2 separate regions of the Mus musculus genome follow, and region 1 is linked to region 2. Evidence: chromatin contacts called from public promoter capture Hi-C data. All regions are on one chromosome and are shown on one strand. The core of a region is the stretch at or near the end of the contact, and the rest is flanking DNA. Distances in the headings are between cores, read along the strand shown.

What was found. Promoter capture Hi-C pulls out the DNA fragments that hold promoters and counts their contacts.
Region 1: a promoter capture Hi-C map of embryonic stem cells shows a contact between it and region 2. The contact joins the promoter of Skor1 here to the promoter of Insyn1 in region 2.

Annotation. Positions count from the first base shown.
Region 1 is chr9:63,144,529-63,149,529 of GRCm38.p6, reverse strand. Skor1 (SKI family transcriptional corepressor 1) reads left to right here and starts at 2,550. Exons shown (of 9, transcript NM_172446.3): 1 at 2,550-2,723; 2 at 2,952-5,001. The coding sequence starts at 2,617.
Region 2 is chr9:58,485,861-58,490,907 of GRCm38.p6, reverse strand. It overlaps Insyn1 (inhibitory synaptic factor 1), which reads right to left and starts at 2,305. Exons shown (of 3, transcript NM_176921.4): 1 at 1,669-2,305; 2 at 516-1,239. The coding sequence starts at 671.

The DNA.
Region 1 (5,001 bases), core at 1,301-3,800, 4.7 Mb before region 2:
AACCCTCAACTCCACCACCCAGCCCGGCTTCGGGCCCTCGGTGGCAATGGCTAGCTTTGGACCCTAGCGCTTGGTTATGGGGGGCGGGGGGGACTTTCTGATCCCCTCCATCCCTTCCGCCCACTCGGCCTCTCTGGCTCGCGCAGGGCCGCAGGTGCGAGCCGCGGGCCGCAGGTGGGCGGCCGCTTACCTGGGGCGCACAGGCCCTGGGGCTGCGGAGAGGCGGCGGGCGCGGCGCGTGGCCCGCGGGCGGGCGCACCCGGGGAGGGCGCGAGGGACAGCGAGGGGTGGTGGGTGTGGCGCCCCGGCTCGCAGCTGTCAGGCGCTCCCGCCCAGCGCCGGCCTCGCCACTCCCGCCTGTGACCGAGGCCGTGCCCGCCGCTGCGCCATGAGCTCTAGGCTTCGGCTTCTTCTTCGGGCCAGTCCCCGGCCTCGGGGGCGGCGGTTCCGGGCACCGGGCTCCGTTCCGGGGACCCTGGCGCCCCGTGCCTGTTGAGAGCGGGAGGGGCCGCGGGTGGCAGCGCGGGGAGCGGGGTTGCGCGGCTGTGCGCGCGCGCGGGGAGGGGCCGCGCCGTCACCCGGAGAGCCCGGCGGATCCCCGACTCCCGCCCGCCGCTCCGCCCGCCGCGCACCTCCGCTCGCCGCTTGCCCGGCTCCAGCCGCCCGCACGGTGAGTACCTGCGATCGCGAGCCCACAGCCCCCGCGCCGGCCGCCGCAGCGCTTCTTTCGTTGACTTCTCCTTTAGACTCTGTGGCGGTTGTTTCCTATCCTAACAAACGACTCCACAGCCTCGCTGCCACCGCTGCCCACCTCCCGCCTGCTTAACCTCGCTAGGCTCGCCCCTCGAGCCACAGGAGCGGGCCAGGGGGTCCCCATGCCGCCCTGAGCACTGCTCCTTGTCCCTGAGTGCGGCCCTTCGTTGGTGCTTTCTTCTTTGGCCCTCGAAATGCTGTTTCCTTCCTAGGGTCCCTCACTTCTCCGGGCTCCAAGGCCAAAAGCCCTTTGGGAAAACCCCTTGGGGACTCAGGAGCCCCAGCTTCAGGTGGACGCTCCAGGCTCAGGGTGTCCTCTTCACTCTATGCGGGCCCGGTACATTTGCCCAGAAATCCCAGAAGCCATCGTCATTTCCCACAGCTGCGGGCCCCCTTAGCCACCTCCTCAGCCTGTGTGAGAGCCGTCCCTGGGACACCTAGCTCGCCTTGTTGACCCCTCAGCCAGGGAGTTAGCACAGTAGTTTGCTTGCCTCCTAAAATGTTACTGGGGATTTCAGTGACAAGGGAGGATCAACTTGCCTCAGTTTGACTGGAAGAGATGAAACAGATAATAAATAGGTTGATACTTGAACAAGATACAAGATAGATGGGAGAAAGAGCGGTGAGCTGGCAGCGACAGACAGCTCAGGGACAGATAAGATCGACAAATAAGTATCTAAGCAAACAGAGGGAGGGAAAGATACCTGCAGACCAAAGATGCCAGGTTCTTAGCTTTGGAATTCGGATCCCTGTTAGAGTGAAGCTACCCCTCTGAAATGGATTTGCTTTTCCAGCCAAGTTCGGAGGAGGGAGTCCTAGGGACTAGATTGGCGGCAAGAGCGCCTGCCGCCCAGCATTGGGTCCATGGAGCCCTGAGTGTCTGAAGACACGTGAGGTGACTGGGCGACCTAGAAGGCCCTAAACATCAATTCCTGGGTCCTCCACCAGGCTAGACTGTGGATACAGCTTCCTCTCTGCCTTCTCCAGAGATCAAAGCGAGGGACCAGCAGCAACTTTTTAGTGCTTGGAGTTTTACAGTGGCTTCCAAGAGTGGCCAAGATTCCTTCTAGCCCATCTGAGCTGATGTCGGGGCATGAAGGATACTCAAAGAGGAGTCACCCCCACAAAAGGAGCAGCCCAGAGCCTGGGGAGCCTGTGTTGGGTCTGAGTAAGAAAAGCTGTGTGGAAGAGGACAGAAAGCTCAGGGGCATGTTTCCAAAGCTAAAAAGTGACTCCAGAGAAACGCCTGTGAGAACCTCTCTGTCCCAAGCGCTGACAAGAGGGGAGCCGGCTTTAGTCTGGAATGCAGCTAAAAAATGCAGAAAATGTGGTTAGAGACTGCGTGATCCCGGCCTAACTGATGGCTGGCAAGAAAGCGTTTTGTAAACCCAGCTGGACTCTTTCTGCTCAAGGAACACCGGGCTCAAGGAGTCAGAAGAGAAGTACAGGTTTGTGCAAACCGGTACTGTTGTCCCTGGAAGCCGGTCACCACGAAGATAGGTGCATTGGGGGCCACCCGAGGTCGTGGTGCACGCGACAAGCTTTGGAAAGGGTAGGGTTCAGCACCGCGAACAGCAGTGGCCTCCTCCTCTTCCTTCTATCCTCCTCCTTCAACCTCCATCCCTCCCCCTTCTCCCTGCCCCCACCCCTACATCCTGCAGTTTGTGATGGGCAGTGAGTGCCCCTCCTTCGCCTCCCCACCTCTCCCTTCACTGCCCCCGCCCGCACGCGTGCATGCGCGACTGAGCAGAGGGGCCGCTGGTCCCTGAAGTCCGGGCTTCAGGACCCTGGCGGGCAGGGCGAGCTGTGAGGTAGCTGAAGGCACGCAAACCTGAGTGCCGGCTGGAAAGCCTGGATTTGGCTATGGCATTGCTGTGTGGCCTTGGGCAAGTCACTCTCCGTCTCTGGGTCCCACTTCCTTTCCAATCTGAAAACAGGATTGGTTTCCTGGCAGCCGGGGCTTTCCTGAGGTTTCGATTTTCCCTTTTCCTCCCTTAGCCCCCCGGGTGCTTTTGTTTCAGCTCAGAAGCTGGTCTGAATAACAAAAGGGGCCAGTCCGTGGGACGAATGAGCTTGAGCTCCCCACTGCCAAGTAACCCCCTCGCACCCCACACGTTGCGCCCCGCTGGGCGGGCCTGAACCTAGGTAGCGGCGCTAAAAAAATGGCTCATCTGCTCTCTGCTCTCTCTGTTTCGCAGGAGCGGCGGCATGGAGGCTCTCACCACTCAGCTGGGGCCGGGACGCGAGGGCAGCTCCTCTCCCAACTCCAAGCAAGAGCTGCAGCCCTACTCGGGATCCAGCGCCCTTAAACCCAACCAGGTGGGCGAGACGTCGCTGTACGGGGTACCCATCGTGTCGCTGGTCATTGATGGGCAGGAGCGCCTGTGCCTAGCCCAGATCTCCAACACCCTGCTCAAAAACTACAGCTACAATGAGATCCACAACCGCCGCGTGGCCCTGGGCATCACATGCGTGCAATGCACGCCGGTGCAGCTGGAGATACTGCGTCGGGCCGGGGCCATGCCCATCTCCTCTCGCCGCTGTGGTATGATCACAAAACGAGAGGCCGAACGCCTGTGCAAGTCGTTCCTGGGCGAGCACAAGCCCCCCAAACTGCCTGAGAACTTCGCCTTTGACGTGGTGCACGAGTGCGCATGGGGCTCTCGGGGCAGCTTCATCCCTGCCCGTTACAACAGCTCTCGTGCTAAGTGCATCAAGTGCGGCTACTGCAGTATGTATTTCTCTCCCAACAAGTTCATCTTCCATTCGCACCGCACACCCGACGCCAAGTACACTCAGCCCGACGCCGCCAACTTTAACTCGTGGCGTCGGCACCTCAAACTCAGTGACAAGTCGGCCACCGACGAACTGAGCCACGCTTGGGAGGACGTCAAGGCTATGTTTAATGGCGGTACGCGCAAGCGGACCTTCTCCCTGCAAGGGGGCGGCGGAGGCGGCGCTAATAGCGGGTCTGGTGGTGCAGGGAAGGGCGGCGCTGGTGGCGGTGGCGGTCCAGGGTGCGGCTCAGAGATGGCCCCAGGCCCACCGCCCCACAAAAGTCTGCGCTGCGGTGAAGACGAGGCGGCTGGGCCTCCCGGGCCACCTCCACCGCATCCGCAGCGCGCACTTGGCCTGGCGGCGGCAGCTAGTGGCCCTGCAGGACCTGGAGGACCTGGGGGCAGCGCAGGGGTTCGCAGCTACCCGGTGATTCCAGTGCCCAGCAAAGGTTTTGGCCTCTTGCAAAAGCTGCCCCCGCCTCTTTTCCCGCATCCTTACGGTTTCCCCACAGCATTCGGCCTATGTCCCAAAAAGGACGACCCAGTGTTGGTCGCCGGAGAACCCAAGGGAGGCCCTGGCACCGGGAGCAGTGGGGGCGCTGGCACCGCCGCGGGTGCGGGTGGCCCGGGAGCTGGCCACTTGCCCCCAGGAGCAGGGCCCGGCCCTGGTGGCGGCACAATGTTCTGGGGACATCAACCTTCCGGCGCAGCCAAGGACGCAGCGGCGGTAGCTGCCGCAGCTGCCGCCGCCACTGTATACCCGACGTTTCCCATGTTCTGGCCAGCAGCCGGGAGCCTCCCGGTGCCTCCTTACCCGGCCGCTCAGAGCCAAGCTAAGGCCGTAGCGGCCGCGGTGGCTGCGGCTGCTGCTGCAGCGGCGGCGGCGGCTGGCGGGGGCGGTCCTGAGTCTTTGGACGGTGCCGAGCCAGCTAAAGAGGGCAGCCTCGGTACGGAGGAGCGCTGCCCGAGCGCTCTATCCCGCGGGCCCCTGGACGAGGACGGTGCGGACGAGGCGCTGCCACCGTCTCTGGGTCCCCTGCCCCCTCCGCCACCGCCACCTGCTCGCAAAAGCTCCTACGTGTCAGCCTTCCGACCCGTAGTTAAGGATGCAGAGAGCATCGCTAAGCTCTACGGCAGCGCGCGCGAGGCCTATGGCTCCGGACCTGCTCGCGGGCCAGTGCCCGGCACCGGGACCGGAGGGGGCTACGTGAGCCCGGACTTTCTGAGCGAGGGCAGCTCCAGCTATCATTCTGCCTCGCCCGACGTGGACACCGCGGACGAACCGGAGGTGGACGTAGAGTCCAACCGCTTCCCCGACGAGGAGGGAGCCCAGGACGACACCGAGCCCAGGGCACCCAGCACGGGAGGTGGCCCAGACGGCGACCAGCCTGCTGGGCCCCCATCTGTTACATCCTCAGGCGCCGACGGCCCCACAGACTCTGCGGATGGCGATAGTCCTCGCCCTCGCCGC
Region 2 (5,047 bases), core at 1,056-3,555:
TCCAGGGCAGGGAGGTTACAGCTGGTCTTAACTCCTCCTGCTTTTGGAATATCTGATCTTTTGAGCTGATAAATCTTTTTGAGCTGGGCCTCAAGCAATGAGGATTGACCAGACAGTCATCCACACTCTCCTAGAGTCCTTGCTCAGAGTCTAGGAGGTAAACAGTGGGGTCAAGGGACAGACAACTTGGGTTTCAGAAGAATGTGTCCCATTAAGAATAGAGTAGGGCAGATTTAGTCCTCACTGAGCACCCGGAGTACTAACCATAGAGATGGGCCCACTGACAGCTGCTCGGTCTCTGCCACACCAAGGCCCCATCACCAGCTCTGGGGATAGGGATTTTTAAGCAAACCAGATTTGAAGTAAGGAGAATGGAAAGGGGATGGGTGCTCAGTGGAAACAGGCCATGTGCACATAGCATTGCACACTCAAGACACAGGCAAATGCTTTACTGCTGAGCCCAGCCAGTCAGGGTGAGGGGGGTCTGTGTGGCCCCTGCTGGCCTCTTAACTCACCTCCCTCAGCTCCTTAGCCACTTCTTTGAGTTCTCTCAGGATGCCTTCAAGTTGCCCGATGACCATCTTCATGCGCTGTCGAATCCGCTCTCTCTCTCCACCACTGTTGGGGTCGTCACTGGGCTGCCCGAGGTCCGGGGCACCCCGAATGTTCATCCTTCACCACGTGGCCGCAAGCCTGCCCATACTCGCCCCAGCGGGGCACACGCTTCGTCTGCCTCCACGGAGCCCCCCTCGGCCGGGCAGAGCTCCACATTTTAACGGCCCCCCAGCCTACCCTGGCCTTGGGCGGCCCTCACCCAGCCCCTGCAGCCTGCCACTCCACCTACTCGCCTCTGGGTGGGGGATGGAGCACCCAGAGGGAGACAGAGTCTGACAGGGTGGGAGGGGGGTCAAGGTGAGGACACAGGAGGGCAAGGGGAGGGGCCTTAGGGCCCAAGAACAGCTTCCAGGACTTGAAGTGCCTATGGTGTACAGAGCTGATCTTTGCCCGAATCTGGATGCGGAGGCAGGGGGATGATTCTGCAAGGACTAAGGGTAAGAGATGCCCTTGGGATGGGGGAAGGCAGCAATCCCCTCGCAACTCCTAGGCAGTTACAAAGGCAGAGGTCTCTAGATGCAGCTGAACCAGCACAGGGACGGTGATCAGGATCTTCCAGATGTGGAGGGGGCTCCAGATGTGAACAGCACTGGAGAGGGAACTGGATTGGAGGAGGGCAGCCCCCTGCAGAAAGAGCGAGCCTGGCGTCAGCCCTCCCAGGCTGCTGCACCAGCCTGCTGCTGCTGCCTCCCTCTTCTCTCTGCCTGCACCCTCCTTCCTAGCTGGAGATTTATTTATTTATTTATTTATTTATTTATTTAGTGGGGAGGGGTGGTGGAGGCAGATAGTTTTCAACACCCTTCTTCAACAGAAGAGTGGAGGAGCCCCTGTTTTAGAGGAATGAGCCCTTAGCCTCCTCTGGAGCACTCTAGCCGTGGTGCACCCCCCGCCCCCAGCCACCAACCAAGCTTGGCCAGACTGGTTTAGCACAGGGCCTCTCCAGCTCTCCAACCTTCTTTCAATGCCCACAGGGTGCCCTCCTTCCCAGAGGACCCTTTCTCCCCCAACCCCGCCTTCCCTCCGAACCCTCCGAAGCTGGACTCCCCTACTCACCAAGGGTGGGGGCAGTGGCCTTTCCTCTAAGCAGTGTCGGGGCCGAGCCACAAGACGAGGTTGGGGGGCCCCCAAGGCTCCCTAGGGCGGGCTTCTCTCTCTGGACCCTTCGGCTCCTGGCCTCAGGAAGGTCTTCCGAGCGGTGACCGGAGACATCTGGGCGGTGGGAGGGGGCGGGGCCTCCGCGCTCCGGGGAAGGGGGCAAAAAAAAAAAATCCCCAAAAATCTCCTCACCACGCTCGCCAGGCTCCCGGTCGCGAGGGTCCGGCGAGCTCGGAGGCCCCGAGGCCACAGGTGACCCGAGCCGAGGTGACACCGGTCCGGTCCAGGCGACTAAGCCAAAGTCGGAGGGCTGGGGAGGGCGCCGGGATCCCCTCAGCCCACGCCCGGCATTCCCCGGGCTCCACAGGGTTCGCGATTCTCTCTGTCCATTCTAGATGGGCAGGTCTGAGCCCCTCCGGGGTCTGTCCTGCCTTTGCCTTGCTCTGCCCTTCCCGAGCTGGCACTGCTAGGTGTCCGGGGTGTACTCAGCCGGGACCCAGAATGTCCGTGCTCCGGCCCGGGCGACGTCTGGAGCGGCCGCAGAAACCGCTCAGTCCAGCCCGGCAGTCGGCTCCATCAACGGTGGGGAAAGTCCGGATTCCTTCGCGTCTCGGGGGAGGGGAAGCAGCCGTGGCCAGGGGGACCCGGTGTCGAGCACAGCGGAGATGAGTGCACGAGGTCGGGGGGGCCTCAGCACGGCGGGGCTCAGCCGAGGAAGCAAAGGAAAGCAGAAGGGGGCGAGCGAGACGCCAGGGAGGCGATGGAGGAGGCGCGCCGGGCCCGGCCAGGCACACCGGGCGCGCAGCCTCCGCTCGGCTCCACCGCCTCCAGCGCGCTCGCTCACGGCTCCGCGCCTCGCGGCCCGGGGCGCCGGGTAGCTGCCGATGGGGCAAACGAGGCACCGGGGCTGCTCGGGCCTTTCTCCCCGGCTGCTTCGCCCTCGCCCTGCCCTGCCCTGCCCTGCCCACCCGGCTCCGCGGGCCTGGCCCGCTTACCCCGAGCGCCGCCGCGCCCCGCCGGACTGGCCGCCCGGCCGGGCGCAGGCTCCCTCAAAGGCCGCCGGGCTCGCGCGGCTCCGCTCGCCTCGGCGCTGGCAGTGAAGGGGCCGGCCCCGCGCGCCGGGAGGGAGCTTTTAAAGCGACACACACGCCTCCCAGCGCCCAGAACCGAGCGCGCGAGCCGGGGGGTCTCACCACCCTAGGGAGCGGGTTGGACTGGGCGCCAGCGGACCTGGAGGAGAACTAGCCCGGCCACTGCCCGCTGCCCTGGGCGCACAGAGGCCCAGACTTGACTCCAAGTTCCTTCACCTCCTTTTTACACAATCCCTTGACCCTCCTCCCCTCACGGTGGTGCGTCCCGGGGTTCCCCTTCTGGCTGTTACCCTCCTCTGCCATCATACCTCAAACTGTCCCAAATCTTGTGTCAGTTCAGTAAATAGAATCCAGCCAACCTTTACTGAACACCTATTGTGTGCCACGCTCTGGCCGAGAGGGAGGGCAGAGTGGGTGCTGGGCTGTTTCTGAAGGTTCTGTTCCCCTAGTTCTTCACCTAAGTTTTCAACATATTTTTGTTCTCTCTCTCTCTCTCTCTCTCTCTCTCTCTCTCTCTCTCTCTCTCCCTCCCTCCCTCCCTCCCTCCCTCCCTCCTTCCTTCCTTCCTTCCTTCCTTCCTTCCTTCCTTCCTTTTCTTTCAGGCCCTGTTGAGGAGGAAATATCGAGGAAATTTCCCCATGAGGACATTCTTGAGTAAACTGAAGGGTGGTGCATGTAGTTCTAGGAGCGTTGCTAACTTGGCAGGTATGGGGTAACTAGGAGGAAGCACAGGCCACCCCCACTCCCCCAAGTTCTTCCCAGGAATTCAACCCTTGAGCTGAATCTTAACAGAAGATTCAGTGGGAGTCCCGGTGACCGGTGACCTTGCCCTGGGGAAGGGAGGAATCTGCTTCCTAGAGGGAAGGAAGATAGGGGGAAGGAACCACTCAGGAGCAAATGTGGGGGAGGGCAAGTTTCAGTCTAAGTGGCCCTGTTGGTGCCACTGGGAAGACTGTATGAAGTGGAACAGAGAAAAACCAGATCAGGAAACAGGAGGCTGTGGACAGAAGCTTGGAATTTAGACCTGGTGGTGGTGGAGTACACCTTTAATCGCAGCACTTGGGAGGCAGACAAGTGGATCTCTGTGAGCTCGAGACCAGCCTGGTCTGCCAGAGTCAGGGCTGTTACACAGAGAAACCCTGTTTTGGAAAACAAACCAAACCAAACCAAAAAAAAAAAAAAAAAAAAAAAAGCACTTGGAATTTATCCTTTGGCAGAAGGGGCCTGTGCAGATTTGGGGGGCAGGAGGAGGAAGTCAGGTCCTATCTGCCCTCCTAAGGGACCCCACTAAACTCCCAAAAGTCAATGGTGGGTTTGAGGAGGCCACAAGCCAGGTGCTCCATTAGGAAGTCCTAACTGAGCTGAGGGAGGCCAGCAACAGGGATGTGGAGGAAGGGGTGCTCTTGGTGACATCACTTGGTGACTTCCTGAGAGACTCTGAACTTTGAGAACTAGGGGGAGGCACACTTGAGCTTCTGGTTTATAGCTTGTTGGGCTGAGTAAATGGTTGTGTGCATCTGAGCCTTCTGGGGTGAAGGGCAGAAGTCTGGGACAGGTTGAAAGAATCAGAAGGAAAATAGACCCCTGTTCATAGAAGGTCTGTGGCTTGACAGTGGTGGGCTACGACCTTTGCTTTGGCTCATGCTCAGAGAGGAGAAGATAGTAAGCAGGTTAGCTATGCAGAAGTAACATTAGCAGCATCAGGACCAGGCTGGCTGCCTAGAAGACTCTAGGACTGAGATGGGGAAGGAACATTCACAGAGGTAGGAGTAGAGCCCAGGGAGTGGAGTTGTGGGTCTGACCTAGAGAGGCTTGCCTCAGTGGTGTCAAAGGCTGCTCGAGAGAGAAGGAAAGCAGAGTGCTCATTGGCCTTCACACTTAGGAAGCCATGGTGACTGGCAGGGACAGTTTTCTGTGTGTAAGTAGGTGAATGGGAGTGACAAGAGCCAAATTGTTGGGCATTTAGGACTGAATGGCTGGTGAGGAAGACATTTCAAAAGCTGGGTAGACAGGAGGTGGAGCTTCCAAACACACAGGTAGGTAGGCCTGCAGACTTGGAGCCAGATGGAATTTTAAGGTGGCCTGAGGAGTTCTGGATTCAGGACAGTGATGGCGGTGAAGGTATCAATAGTTTCATTTGGTCTCTGTGTCCTCTCAGAGGTAATATTCACAGGGTCTTCTACAACTACTGGGGAATTCCTCCTCTGCTGCCTTTTGAGAGGATGTCTAGTGTCCTGGACTGGGGT